2 separate regions of the Zea mays genome follow, and region 1 is linked to region 2. A link is a contact called in public Hi-C data. All regions are on one chromosome and are shown on one strand. Each heading gives the region's core, a stretch centred on a gene start, on an enhancer-like site or on the middle of the called end of the contact. The rest is flanking DNA. Distances are from core to core; before and after follow the strand shown.

What was found. Hi-C and Micro-C count contacts between places; a contact is called where the count stands out from the background.
Region 1: a contact with region 2 is called in a Hi-C map of leaf, with 7 times the contacts expected there. The contact joins the promoter of LOC606465 here to the promoter of LOC100276571 in region 2. A contact is called at or near these places in 2 of 25 Hi-C or Micro-C datasets (ear and leaf).

Annotation. Positions count from the first base shown.
Region 1 is chr1:289,220,291-289,227,238 of Zm-B73-REFERENCE-NAM-5.0, reverse strand. It overlaps LOC606465 (wound and phytochrome signaling involved receptor like kinase), which reads left to right and starts at 2,327. Exons shown (of 4, transcript NM_001112325.1): 1 at 2,327-4,065; 2 at 4,694-4,822; 3 at 5,447-5,469; 4 at 5,606-6,383. The coding sequence starts at 2,453. The coding sequence ends at 6,213. It overlaps LOC111590573 (a long non-coding RNA gene), which reads left to right. Exons shown (of 2, transcript XR_002749706.2): 2 at 384-692.
Region 2 is chr1:288,687,988-288,694,848 of Zm-B73-REFERENCE-NAM-5.0, reverse strand. It overlaps LOC100276571, which reads right to left and starts at 5,353. Exons shown (of 2, transcript XM_008667278.4): 1 at 4,836-5,353; 2 at 3,857-4,662. The coding sequence starts at 4,588. The coding sequence ends at 4,136. LOC100274770 (Cytochrome c oxidase subunit 6a mitochondrial) reads right to left here. Exons shown (of 4, transcript NM_001149056.2): 4 at 6,737-6,861. It overlaps LOC118473248 (zinc finger MYM-type protein 1-like), which reads left to right. Exons shown (of 4, transcript XM_035962196.1): 1 at 1-560; 2 at 665-1,819; 3 at 1,904-2,099; 4 at 2,209-2,214. The coding sequence ends at 2,214.

The DNA.
Region 1 (6,948 bases), core at 1,078-3,577, 540 kb before region 2:
ATGACACATTTCCCTTTCAGCAGCGCGCGTGGTCGGCCGCGATGACGCCCTCGACACCGGCCACGACGCCGCCCTCGACGCCGGCCACAACGCTGCCCTCGGCGACGACCTTGACGCTGCCCGCGGGGTGCCCTAGACGCCGGCCACGGGCCTCCCTTGACACCACCACAAACATTTGTGCACTCGACGCCGCCCGCGGGCTGCAGTCTGCTCCATTACTGTTGATGTGTACTGCTTGTTGCTAGGACATACTGCATGATGTCTTGTTATGCACTTGATTGACTGTTGGTGCATAGCTGTTGTTGTTTGATACTACTTGCATACTAATTCATGTTGTATATGTATTTATTTATCGAAAACTGACTTTTTTTATGCATTAACAGGATGAAGATGGACTAGAATTTTCTAAAAATAATGAAGATGTAGCAAGTGGCTCCTCTCCATGAGCAATGTGTCTTATGTTTGTTGAGAGATGTGAGCAAATGAGAATTGGTTGTAATAGTCTATGCGTGCTAAGTGATCTTGATGTGAACAAGTGATTATGAATATGTGTTCTAAACTTTATATTGTGTCATGTGTGCTAGTAGACTTATATGGCTTCTTATGTTAGCCAAGAGCCCAAGACTTATGTGCTACATTAATCTATGTGTGCTCTGGATTTACATGGCTTTTATCTATGCTTAATTAAGACTTGTGTTTGCAATTTTTATTTGTTGTTAAGTTTTGAAATATGGTTTCATTGTGTGATTTTACCGAACAAAAATACTGGTTCCCGTCCGATTTCGATGTTTACCCAACCGGATCGTATCGTTTTTCGATTCCCGTATTTATCCCGTTCGTTTTCGTTACCGAAATATCCTGTTTTCGCTTTCGTCCCGCAAGTTAAATATGAAAAATGAAAACAGTAGAGGTATTTTTCCGACCGTTCCTGACCGTTTTCATCCCTACCTGGCACCCTCCATTGGTGTCCTTTCTCTATCTCTGTATGCATGGTGGAATTGAGAAGGACTAGATAAGATTAAATACCTCCCTATTCAATTTTGAATCACCCTTAATCTTCTTCAATCCACCTACAACCGAAAAGGGGCTTAACATTTGGTGCAAAACTAAATGTTGATTTGGTGCCCTTCCACTTCATCAATATATTTGCCGTCTCTATTCTAAAGAAAGGAAAGAAGGAAAAGAAAAGGTAGTGATCCTAACACCACACGTCCACACATGATGCACGTTGTACTGTACCCGCACGGCGCTGTTCATTTGTGCCCTGTTGCACAGGAAACCGACGGCCACGTAACTTTCCGTTTCCTTTGCTTTCCGAGATGCGAAAACGACAGCCACCGAACATATAGTGGGGGTAGAGATGGCAATGGGTAAAAACCCGCTGGGTATTACTTGCCCAAACACATACCCGCGAAGAAAAAATACGCCCGCTAAAAAACCCATACCCATGACGGGTATAAAATTTTGCCCAAATCCATACCCATGCGGGTTTCGGGTACCCAACGGGTTTCCCATACCCAATAACATCAACATAAAAAATAATTCATCATGTAAATGACAATCAATACATTAATAAGCTAGCATAAAAGAAACAAGTGATAACTAATTTTAGCCTAAAATTTGTTACATGAAGTTTATTTTAATTAGAACATATTCAATTAATAATATTATGAGACATATTTATAAGGAAGGTTGATTTTAAGGCGGGTTTTAAAAACCCATGGGTTTGCGGGTATGGGTAGTGGAAGAACAAACCCATGCCCACGTACCCGTTGGGTTTCCATTTGAACCCATTAACAAACCCATGGGTAAAGAAATTGACCCAAACCTATACCCTAATAGAGCAAAAACCCACCGGGTTTCGGGTAGCGGGTACCCATTGCCATCTCTAAGTGGGGGTGATGTGAGAACATTCCATACACGCACGGCACGGGCTATCCAGTCGCGCCCTCCGACCCACATGTCAGCGGCACGAACCCATGGTACAGTAATAACACAGTACTACATCTTTACACAAAGCACTAGCCTTCGCGTTTGGGTCAGAGTCAGACTCCACTCGAGTCGGAGTCGCCACTGCCGCGCGGGGCCCGACACGCCACGGGATCGCAAGTGAGCGACGGCTCCACGCATCTGCATCCGCCGCTAGCGCTGCGCGAGTGCGGGGCCTTCCTCCACTCCCACTCGTCTCGCAGACTCGCACCCGCGTTCCCCGTGGTCAACTCGCTGCCTCCAGCGACGACCGCGAGGGGGGGCCGAAATAGGCAGGCAGGCAGCGGCAGGCCACCCAAAAAGCGACCACCCTGCGCGCACCACCTCGGCTGCCATTGCCATTGGCCATTGCCATAGCCATGGCCACGCCATGACGCCCCGCCCAGCTGCACGCGCTCACACCCCCACCGCTCCACTCCGCTCCGCCTAACTCTCACCCTCACCCGCCACCGCTCGCCTCCCCATGCTTCCGCGCTGCTGCCGCCGCCGCTCGGGTGCCTCCTGCCTCGCCGTGCTCCTCCTCCTGCTGCTGCACGCGGGCGCGGCGTCCGCGCAGGGCGCGCTTGCGCGGCAGGACGTCGCGGCGCTCCACGGCCTGCGCGCGTCGCTTGGCGTGCGCGCCAGCGACTGGCCCGACAGGGCCGACCCCTGCACCTTCTGGTCGGGCGTCGTCTGCCGCGCCGGCCGCGTCGCGGAGCTCCGCCTCTCCGGGCTCCGCCGCACCCGCGCGGGCGCCCGGAGCGCGGCCTTCGCCGTCGACCAACTCCCGCGGCTCGCAGCGCTCCAGGCGTTCAACGCCTCCGGGTTCCCGCTCCCCGGCCGGATCCCGTCCTGGTTCGGCCGCGGCCTGCCGCCGTCGCTCGCCGTCGTTGACCTCCGCTCCGCACGCGTCAATGGCGAGCTCCCGGTCGATCTCGGCATGTCCGGGAACCTCACCACCCTTGTTCTCTCCGGTAACAACCTGTCCGGCCCTATCCCGCTGTCGCTCCTCTCAATCGCTGGTCTCCGCGTTCTCGACCTCTCCGCCAACAATCTCACCGGCCCGCTGCCGAACGTGTCGTTCTCTGGCAGTGGTGGAGCTGGAGTCTTGTTCAACGCCTCTGGTAATGCCTTGTACGGCGCCGTCGGCGATGCCACTGGCTCCCTCAGGAAGAGGTTCTGGGTTGTTGATGTCTCTGACAATTACTTCGATCAGGTGCTTGGAACTGGGTTTCAGAATGGAACCGATGGTGTAGTGGATCTCAGGATGAACTGTTTGTCTGGTGCAGCAAGCCAGCGTACCCGCGGGGATTGTGAGGCTTTCTACACGAGGAACGGGGTGAGGCTTGCGTTGGACCCCAAGCCACCATCGCCATTGCCAGAGCCACAGCCACCACAGGTGCTGATGCCGTCAACGAAAAAGAGAGGGGGCAAATGGAAGTTTGTATTGACCGGGGTCCTTGGTGGTGCTGCAATTCTGGTAACACTTGGCCTTAGCGTTCTGGTATTTTGCTTGTTGAGAAGAAAAGGAAGGAAACCGAGAGGGAGAGGAGTGGAGCAGACTGAAGAGGGCATTCGGTCTGGGCGGAGAAGTAGTAGTGTGAATCCCGTCACAATGTCACCCATGGCATCCCCCAGAGCCAGTGGTTCACCAAAGGGCGTTCCTATTATCACAGATGAATTCACCTATGAGCAGTTGCACCATGCTGCAGGGGGCTTTGGGGATGATAACCTCGTCAAGCATGGGCACTCCGGTGACATGTACTATGGTGTCCTGGAGAGTGGCTTTCAAGTTGTCATAAAAAAGATTGATCTGAAGACCAGGAAGAAGTGCCAGGGCGAATTGAGCTTCCTTACAAAGCATACCCATGGGAGGATCGTTCCATTGCTGGGCCATTTGGCTAAGGATGAAGAGGAATTGCTTGTCTATAAGTACATGGCAAAAGGTGACCTCACAACCGCACTGCACAAGAAGTCAGTGGAAGTTGAACAGGGGTTGCGCTCATTGGATTGGATAACGAGGCTCAAGATTGCAATAGGTGTGGCTGAGGCCTTGTGCTTCCTTCATGACGAATGCAATCCTCCGTTGGTCCACAGGTATGCTAAGAAATCTTCTCTTGTTTAATCATTTGCTAATGTATTCCATGAGCTGTTAGTTGATGGTGGTAGTTTCGAAAAATAAATTGTTGCATAAAGTATATGGCTACTTTCAAAATTAACATGATGGAACAGATAGTGGAAATTGCACGTAGCTAAGCTCAAAAGATTCTTGCTATTTATTAAATAATTAAATTCAACAAGAGGTGACAAGTGGGATAGTGACAGAAGGTACTTGTACATTTGAAATAATTAGTAGTTGCACATTTTGGTGGGGGTTCCTCTACATGGTCCCCTGTGGTCCTGCATCAATTTGCACACTATGTATATCCAAGAAGCATAGCTTAAAGGAAAATAGCATGTGCAGGTTTCCATAGAACCTTCATTTACATCATTACATGTGAGGACATCAAATCTCGAAGTTGAAATTAAACAAACCTTGATGCATTTAAGCTTAGATCCATTGGTTCCATGTCAACAATTAATCCTAACATATTTTGGCAATGAAATAGATTGATTGTTTTGTGAAAGTATCATTTCTGTCATGGCACTGAAGTTCTTTTGATATCTTGATAACTGTTAGTGCATGTATTATTATTTCCTACTTATGTCTTCATTGTAAATGTAGAGATATCCAAGCCAGCAGTGTGCTTCTTGAGGACAAATTTGAAGTGTGCCTTGGGAGTCTGAGTGAAATATGCACTCAACAAAGTGCAGGAAGCCAAAGTTTCTTCTCTCGGATTCTAAGATCATCGAAGTGAGATTTCTAAACCATCCTCAATGCTTTTTTTTGGCTTGAGATCTGCATGGGTCTAGAACCACTCCTGCCCCCAGAACTGGTTTAATGAACATGCTCCTTTTAAAAGGAAAAAAACCCTAGTACGGCTGATCACCTAAATGGTATTAACCTGGCAACTGCATTAGTGCGTTACAAAAAAGGCAGGCCAAGTAATTTTGGGTCAATGCAAAAACAGGCCACAACTACAAGGCTATAGTGCTATCAGGTGCATGGAATTGGAGCATGGAGACCACGACTGCATTTTCTAACAAGAATCCAGTGTGGCTACAAGTTCCTCCCACCAAAAATTTAGCTTAATTCTTATCTGGAGAAACCTCATAAGCAGTTTTTTAATATCACACTTGGAAACTACAATATTGTGTCCCTTAACCACATTGCTAAGGCATCTGTGAAAATTATGAGAGTTCATGGTAGGATAATGTACTGATACTTCACCCTGGTTAGACACCTGCACTTTTTCCTATCTTATTCCCCTAAGAAAATGCACTGCCAAGGAACACACCTACTCTACAACTTTGAGTTCTATTTATATAATACATAAAGGGTCCTTTGCTGACAGTAGTATTTGTTTCTTTCTGGCAGGTCCCTTGACAAGAACATACCAGGTGTGTAAAGCACTCATCAGCTCTATTTAGTTCAATATTTGCAATCTCTGTATATACATTCATGCAACTAAAAGGGCTTGTGTGCAAAATAAAGCTGTGTGTTGTAACATTATGATATCTGCTTCTCACTTTACAGGTCCACCAGCTAGCTGCTCATACGACATTTACTGTTTCGGGAAGGTTCTACTAGAGCTAATCACTGGAAACTTCGGTGCGAGTGGCTCAACCAACGCAGATTCAGAAGAGTGGTTAGCAAGAACATTAGATTACATCAACGCAAATGACAAGGAGGGTGTCTCAGGTATTGTGGATCCCACCCTTGTTGTGGATGATGACCATCTAGAGGAAGTGTGGGCAGTGTCCATCGTCGCGAAGACATGCCTGAATCCAAAGCCCTCTAGGCGTCCACTCGCTCGATACATCCTGAAAGCACTGGAGAACCCACTAAGGGTGGTGCGGGAGCAGGAAGAGTTCCAATCCAGTCCATCTCACCTCAGAAGTACCCCATCCCAGGGCTCTTGGCGTTTCGCTTTCCATGGAAACAAGTACCACAGCTGGGAGGCCATGCCAACGTCGGGGCAAGCACTTGCTCGGAAAAATACAGCGAAGTCTCAGGGGACCGAGGGGAGTGACGAGGACGAAGAGAACTCGTTCTCGTTCAAGAGGGCTTCTCGGGACGATTTTCCGGATCCCATAGAGTTTGAAGGAGGTGTTGTTGTGAAGGAGTACCCGCAGACTAGCTAGCGATACTTGATGTGCATCTCTTTGATGTCTCTAGGTGAAAAGCTGTGTATACAGAATAGATAAATTTTTCCCCTCTTTTCTCTTTACTTGTTTATCTCAGTCGATTGAAATGGAATAAATGGCGCACTGGGTGTGCCATCCTTGAAATGCAAGCCAGTAAAGTTCTCAGATAGAGCCATTTGCCATTCAAAAACTGTTATGAAATTTTAGTGGTTGATCCAAAGTGAATTGTAGTGGAGAGCAGTTTAAGCCTTACCCGGGAGGTGGTTCTGGTCGTTGGATTGAATGGGATCATACTTCTGCAGCTGAAAACTTTTGAGCATGGCCACTGGTGCGTACTGAGTGTGATAGAGCATTCATCTGCAGCTGCAGTTTCATCCGGTGAGCTTGAACACCGAAGACGAAATGGAGGGCACCTCCATGGTCTGTTGTAGCTTCTGTTGAGTTTGAAAAAACGGACAAAAGAAGCAATCTGAACATTATGGAGATCGGTGATACCAGACTAGTGCCATGGACGGATGGCACGCAGTTATGGAGATCGGCGACAGCACTGCCCGCCCCCTCCGCGAGGCAGCACCAGTTACGGGAGGTTGACTTCAATTATTTCTGACGTAAATCCGCGCGGAATTGGAGTTGGGTTTTTTCTGACGTAAATCCGCGCGGAATTGGAGTTGGGTTTAACCCGACGCTGGATCAGCTGGTCCAGGACATCGGTGACTCGTTTTGCCTTCAGGC
Region 2 (6,861 bases), core at 4,104-6,603:
TCTGATCCAATTAATTTGCATACTGAGGCAGCTGAGCTAAATCAACAAGAGACTTTAGCCACGGCATTTGAGAGAGACCCAGGTAAACGTGTTCAAATTTTGAGGCTACCTTTTGATCAACAAGATGAAGCTCGGAGATTTTATATATCTGAGGGCCCATATCAAGTTATATTAGATGAGTACCCATTGAATGATGCATCTCATGCTCGTCGATTCCAGAGCAATTGGTTTAAACAATTTAGTTGGCTAGAGTATTCACCTCATACAGATCGTGCTTATTGTCTCCCATGTTTTCTTTTTTCAAAGAAACCAATTGGAAAGTATGGATCAGATACATTCACAGTCAAGGGGTTTAACAATTGGAAAAAGGTTAATGAAGGAAAGGAATGTGCTTTTCTAAAACATATGGGAAATTCTGGTTCTGCCCATAACTATTCTGTTGGATGTTTCAATAATCTAAAAAATAGTATGACTCATATTGACAAGGTGATGGTTAAAGAAAATGAGAAATTAGTTGCAGAAGCAAGACTAAGGCTTACGACTACCATCAATTCCATTAGGTAAAAAATAAGTTTGTTTTTTATGATGTTTATACATATGTATACATTATTATCATCATCATCATCTTAATAATTTAATATCTTAAACCTTGCATGTTGTGTAGGTGGCTAACATTTCAAGGTTGTCCATTTAGAGGCCATGATGAATCTCAGAATTCATTAAATCAAGGTAATTTTCTTGAAATGGTCAAGCTTTTGGCTTCATATAACAAGGAGGTGAAAGGAGTTGTGTTACAAAATGCTCCAAAAAATGCCAAATACACTTCATCTGATGTCCAGAAGGAAATTCTAAGCATTGTTGCACGGAAAGTGCAAAAATTAATAAGAGAAGAAATTGGCACTAGCAAGTTTTGCATCATGGTTGATGAAGCTCGAGATGAATCTAAAAAGGAGCAAATGGCAATAGTCATCCGTTTTGTCAACAAAGAAGGACTTATCAAGGAACGTTTTCTTGACCTCGTTCATGTGAAGAATACTACTGCAGTGACTCTTAAGAACTCAATTTGTGCTGTCTTAACTGCTAATAGCTTGAGTATAGAAGACATCAGAGGGCAAGGTTATGATGGTGCAAGTAATATGAGAGGGGAGTGGAATGGATTGAAGGCTCTAATTCTAAACGAGTGTCCATATGCATATTACATTCATTGCATGGCTCATCAACTGCAATTGGCTCTAGTGGCAGCATCAAGGGAAGTGCAACAGGTACACAACTTCTTTCAACATGCAACTTTTATCATAAATGTTGTTAGTTCATCTACTAAGCGCAATGATGAGTTACTAGCTGCACAAGCTGAAGAAATAGCTCGTGAAATTGAATTGGGAGAGCTTGACACTGGACAAGGTGCAAATCAGATGAGCTCTCTACAGAGGCCAGGGGACACTAGATGGAGTTCCCATTACAAGTCAATTCAAAGCTTAAAGAAGATGTTTAGCGCCACAATTTCAGTCCTACGTAGTATTGCAAATGATCGTTCAGTTTCAAAGTATTCTCGTGGTGATGCTGCAGGTGCACTACAAATTATTGTCAAATTTGATTTTGTGTTTATTTTGCTCATGATGGAAAAGATTATGAAGATTACCGATGTGCTATGTCAAACACTCCAAAAGAAGTCAATTGATATTTTAAATGCACTAGATTCAGTTTCCAATACTGAAGTCTTACTTGGTAACTTGCGAAATGATGGTTGGGATCCTCTTCTTCAGGAGGTCAATTACTTTTGTGAAAAGAATGACATCGATATTTTGGATCTGAATCACAAGTATGTTTCCTTTGGCTAAATTATTGCACAATTATTATTCATATCATATGAATTGATCTTATTTGTATTTTATCACATTTGTAGGTTTCTTGATGTGACCAAATCTCGAAATAAGAATGATAACACCACCGTTTTTCATCATTATAAATTTGATGTGTTTAATGTTGCAATTGATCAACAACTGAATGAGATAGAAGATCGATTTGGTGGCCAAGCGACAGACCTTTTATCACTTTGTGCTTTCTTGAATCCAATACTTGGCTCTTTTGACATGGAAAAGGTATGCTCTCTAGTGGAAAAGTATTATCCTGCTGATTTCTCAAATCAAGAAAGAATGCAATTAGAGTGCCAATTGCCACATTTTCAACTTGATGTTTGCAACCATCCAGAACTAAAGGGTTTATCATCTTTGGCTGATTTAACAAGTGGATTAGTTAAGCTGGGTAAAGATTCTTCTTATCCGATGGTAGATAAATTATTGAGATTACTTTTAACTCTCCCTGTGTCAACTGCGACCACAGAGAGAGCCTTTTCAGCTATGAAATTTGTGAAGACACGTCTTCGAAGCAAAATGGGAGATGCCTATTTACGGGATTATCTGGTCGTTTATATTGAAAGGGAATTAGCGGCAATGATTAGTTCCGATGATATTATCAAGGCCTATGATCTAGCTAATACACGTAGAGCTAAATTCAAAATAACTGAGATGTAATTTTATTTTGTTTGACAAAATAGATGCTGTTTTATTATACTGTTTTTGTAATGAACATTATATATCAATATATGTATTGTGGTTGGTTTCTTTGCCATTTTAATAATGTATCCTTGCTGGTTTGGTCGCTTGGAGGCTAAGTCTGCCCCCCTATCTTCGGATCCTGGCTTCGCCCCTGTCTGTGTCACCATAGAAAGCAAGAGTGAACCTACGCCTCAGGACAAGAAGTAGGACACTCAACGCCCTTGGAACCGATAAGTATTTCCATGTGCACAAGTTAGATAGCCATGACATGATTGAGTGTAGGGCAGTGGCGGTTAAGGAACTACCCGACTCGAACATCGGTCTCTAAACTGTTCGTTTCCCTGTGTGTGGAGAAAATTCCTTCCTCCGTAGGTTTTAACAGTGCCCTAAAAATTGTTCTCTAAATATAGAAGATGCATCTCAATCCTCTCTACATACTGAGCCTCTCTTATCTCCTGTATCTACTTTTTATATTTTAAATAGTAGATTTAAGTAAAACTAAAATATGAATAGGAGATTTAAGGGTACAACAAATAAGTATGTATAAAAACCTAGAGTAAATACATGTCTAATATGGATATTCAAAATAGAGGACGAGATAGAGTTTTAAGTGCACTGCGTAAGGGCAAAACTGTGTAATTCCTCTGCACATAGACCATGGTCGACCTTTTGAAACTTCATCCAAGCTGCCATGCGCCACCGACATGATGATTTTGCACTCACGCGGCTGAAAGTGGTGGCACCTCCGCACCTGACACGCGAATGCACTGCGCATCGGACGCACAAAATAAATGGCCCCTCTCTCGTTTCTCGATCCCTCCTCGGCCGAGCACATGACGCCGGTGCAGAGCCTGACCCGCTAGCCTTGGCGGTTTGACCGGCACGCAACTAGAGATGGTAATGGGTACCCGAAACCCGAAACCCGATGGGTTTTTACCCCATTAGGGTACGGGTTTGAGTCAATTTTCATACCCATGGGTTTGTTAATGGGCATAAATCTATACCCGGCGGGTTTATGGGTACGGGTTTGTTCCTATAGTACCCAAACCCGTGAACCCGTGGGTTTTTTAAACCCGACCAAACCTAGTGCATATTGTCATTTTATTTTATAAACGACCAACAAACTTGTTATTCCTTATTTACTTCATAATTTTTATCAATTGGTGAATGCATCAATAGTCGGTGAGAGTGTTGCTTGCTTGCTATTATAATTTTTACTAGCGTTATATATGTGGTGGATGGATAACTTAGTGCAAGGTCACTTAATTATACAACTTATTATTTGTATTTCATTCTCTCTACTAATAATTTTTATACCAAATCATGAACTCGTTGTTCATTACATAGATTTTGGATCATGATCTCATTAATCATTACGATACTTATTGATTATGAGAAGAACAAGTATATTGGAGATGAAACCCGCGGGTAACCCATGGGTACCCGCTAACCCGACGGGTACGGGTTTGGGCAAAATCTCAAACCCGTCATGGGTACGGGTTTTTTAACGGGCATGGATATTTTTCACGGGTACGGGTTTGGGACGGCAAAACCCAGCGGGTTTGTACCCGTTGCCATTTCTAGTCGCGTCTGCCGTCTCGTGACTGGAAATCCATGCCATCATCCTCTTCATCAGCGGCAACGGCAAGTCCATCGTCCGCGTCATCTCCATCGGCCTCCGGTCCCTCATCGCCGCCTTCGGCGTCGCCAGCCTTGCCGCTCAAATCATCATCCGACGAGCCGCCGCTCCAGCTCCTGGCCCCAGCAGCAATGTCATTGTCATCGACGGACGCGTGGCCCGGGAAGCGGACGAAGCGCATCCTGCCCAGCCGGCGCCGCGCCGGCTCGGCGTCGTCGTCGTTGCTGCTGCCGCTGGTCTCCTCCACGGCCACGTGCCGCCGTCGCTCGCCGAACGGATGCGTGAGCTGGTACACGATCCAGACGGCGACGGCGACCAGCAGGAAGGCCTGGAAACCGTGGCTTGCCCGGAGCTTCTTGCTTCTATGGCTCCTGCTTGACAGTTGCCTCAGCATGGTGGGCTCGGCTCGTTTCCTTTCGTTCGGTGGATGAGGATCACTTCAGGTGCTGGCTCTGTACTCCTCCCTGGCTTCATCAAGTACCATGCGAAGGGGAAAAAAAAATAAGAGCAGCAAGTGACCTGACGGTGAACTGTATATGCACTTCACTCCAAAGAAACTGTTGCATGCTCAATGCTGCCCAGCGTAATACAGGAGTAACAAAGACACGGCGCTTATGGCTATGTTCTTGGAGAAAAGTTACCGAAGAGGAAGGAAGAAGCGCTGGAAAGCTTGGCTTCCTGGCAAAGTCACTGCGACCGAGAGAAACTGGAGTGGAACCAACCGCCTGCTTCACGAGTTGATGCTCCAGGCCTTTACTGACTCTGTGCGCCCTGTCTCGGTTTGGGAGAGGACGAAGACCAGCAAGACACCATGAATGCATGCCGACCAGAGAAGGCACGTACGGAGCTACTTCCTCCGTTATAAATTTGATTCAATTAGATTTGGCATGCTTTGCTTTGAGTCTTCGATGATTTGGAACGGAGCGAGTGGCTATATAATACTGCTACTGTGATGAAGGCATGAAGCCCAGGCAGTCAGAGTAAACACATGAGACGGAGGGAGAGAGAGAGAGAGAGGCAGAGAGCTACCGATGTCTGAACCGTCAGCCACCGGATCGATGACCATGAGCGCAGCGGATCGAAACAAGCAAGTCACCGGATCTCCAAAAGCTGGAAGCCTAGAGCTCGAAAGGAGAACGTGTTGCGTGTAGAGATGGCAACGGGTACAAACCCGCTGGGTTTTGCCGTCCCAAACCCGTACCCGTGAAAAATATCCATGCCCGTTAAAAAACCCGTACCCATAACGGGTTTGAGATTTTGCCCAAACCCGTACCCGTCGGGTTAGCGGGTACCCATGGGTTACCCGCGGGTTTCATCTCCAATATACTTGTTCTTCTCATAATCAATAAGTATCGTAATGATTAATGAGATCATGATCCAAAATCTATGTAATGAACAACGAGTTCATGATTTGGTATAAAAATTATTAGTAGAGAGAATGAAATACAAATAATAAGTTGTATAATTAAGTGACCTTGCACTAAGTTATCCATCCACCACATATATAACGCTAGTAAAAATTATAATAGCAAGCAAGCAACACTCTCACCGACTATTGATGCATTCACCAATTGATAAAAATTATGAAGTAAATAAGGAATAACAAGTTTGTTGGTCGTTTATAAAATAAAATGACAATATGCACTAGGTTTGGTCGGGTTTAAAAAACCCACGGGTTCACGGGTTTGGGTACTATAGGAACAAACCCGTACCCATAAACCCGCCGGGTATAGATTTATGCCCATTAACAAACCCATGGGTATGAAAATTGACTCAAACCCGTACCCTAATGGGGTAAAAACCCATCGGGTTTCGGGTACCCATTGCCATCTCTAGACGCGACGACGATCCGAAGGCCGTGCATGGAGGAACTCATCAGAATGGACTGAACATAAGCGGTGTTGCTACAGTGAACGGCACCGGCACTGTGCTGGATGGTGCTGCCGTTCTACTGTCCGAAGCGACTGGCGGTGCTGCAGATGGCGCTGCCCTGACTCTGACTGCTTCTGCCAAAAACGATTCATCTGTCGTCGGTACGGCGTTGTTGCGTGGCACAGGATCAGCTGGTGAGTTGCTTGCCAACAGTTTCGCTGCAGGGGCACCTGGAGCAGAGAAGCCTGCTAACAAGACCCAGAAGGCAGGAACCTTCTGATAAAAAAGAACGCATCTCGAGCTGAGAATGCACGATGTTACCCGGGGCAGGGAGAACTCTAGTTCTCCATGCATATTGATTTATCACTACCTTGTACACAGGGCATTTTGACTCGTGTTTTTATTTTTGGGGGTCAGATGTCCTATGATCCTATCACCAAAATGGGGGATGCTACTGCCCGAAGCATTGTTTTCCTAGTGCAGCAATAGAGAGTTTGCAGATGAACGATGAGGTCTCTCTTTCCCTGAAACTACAGTTGATCACAATTTCTGATCCGTTGCTACACAGCTAGAAACCGAAAGCTGGGATTCACAAACACTAGCAATAGAGAACATTAAAATATTACCTTGTCCAACCTACATGTTTACTGGAAAATAAACAAAACAAACCATTACGTTCTGCCTTGATAGAATGATAGTTGATACGGGAAATCATCACGAGCACAGGGTGCAATCTTAAGCCATCAGAATATGATAACAGCTTTTGATAATTGTGATGCCGTTTCCTGACACCGG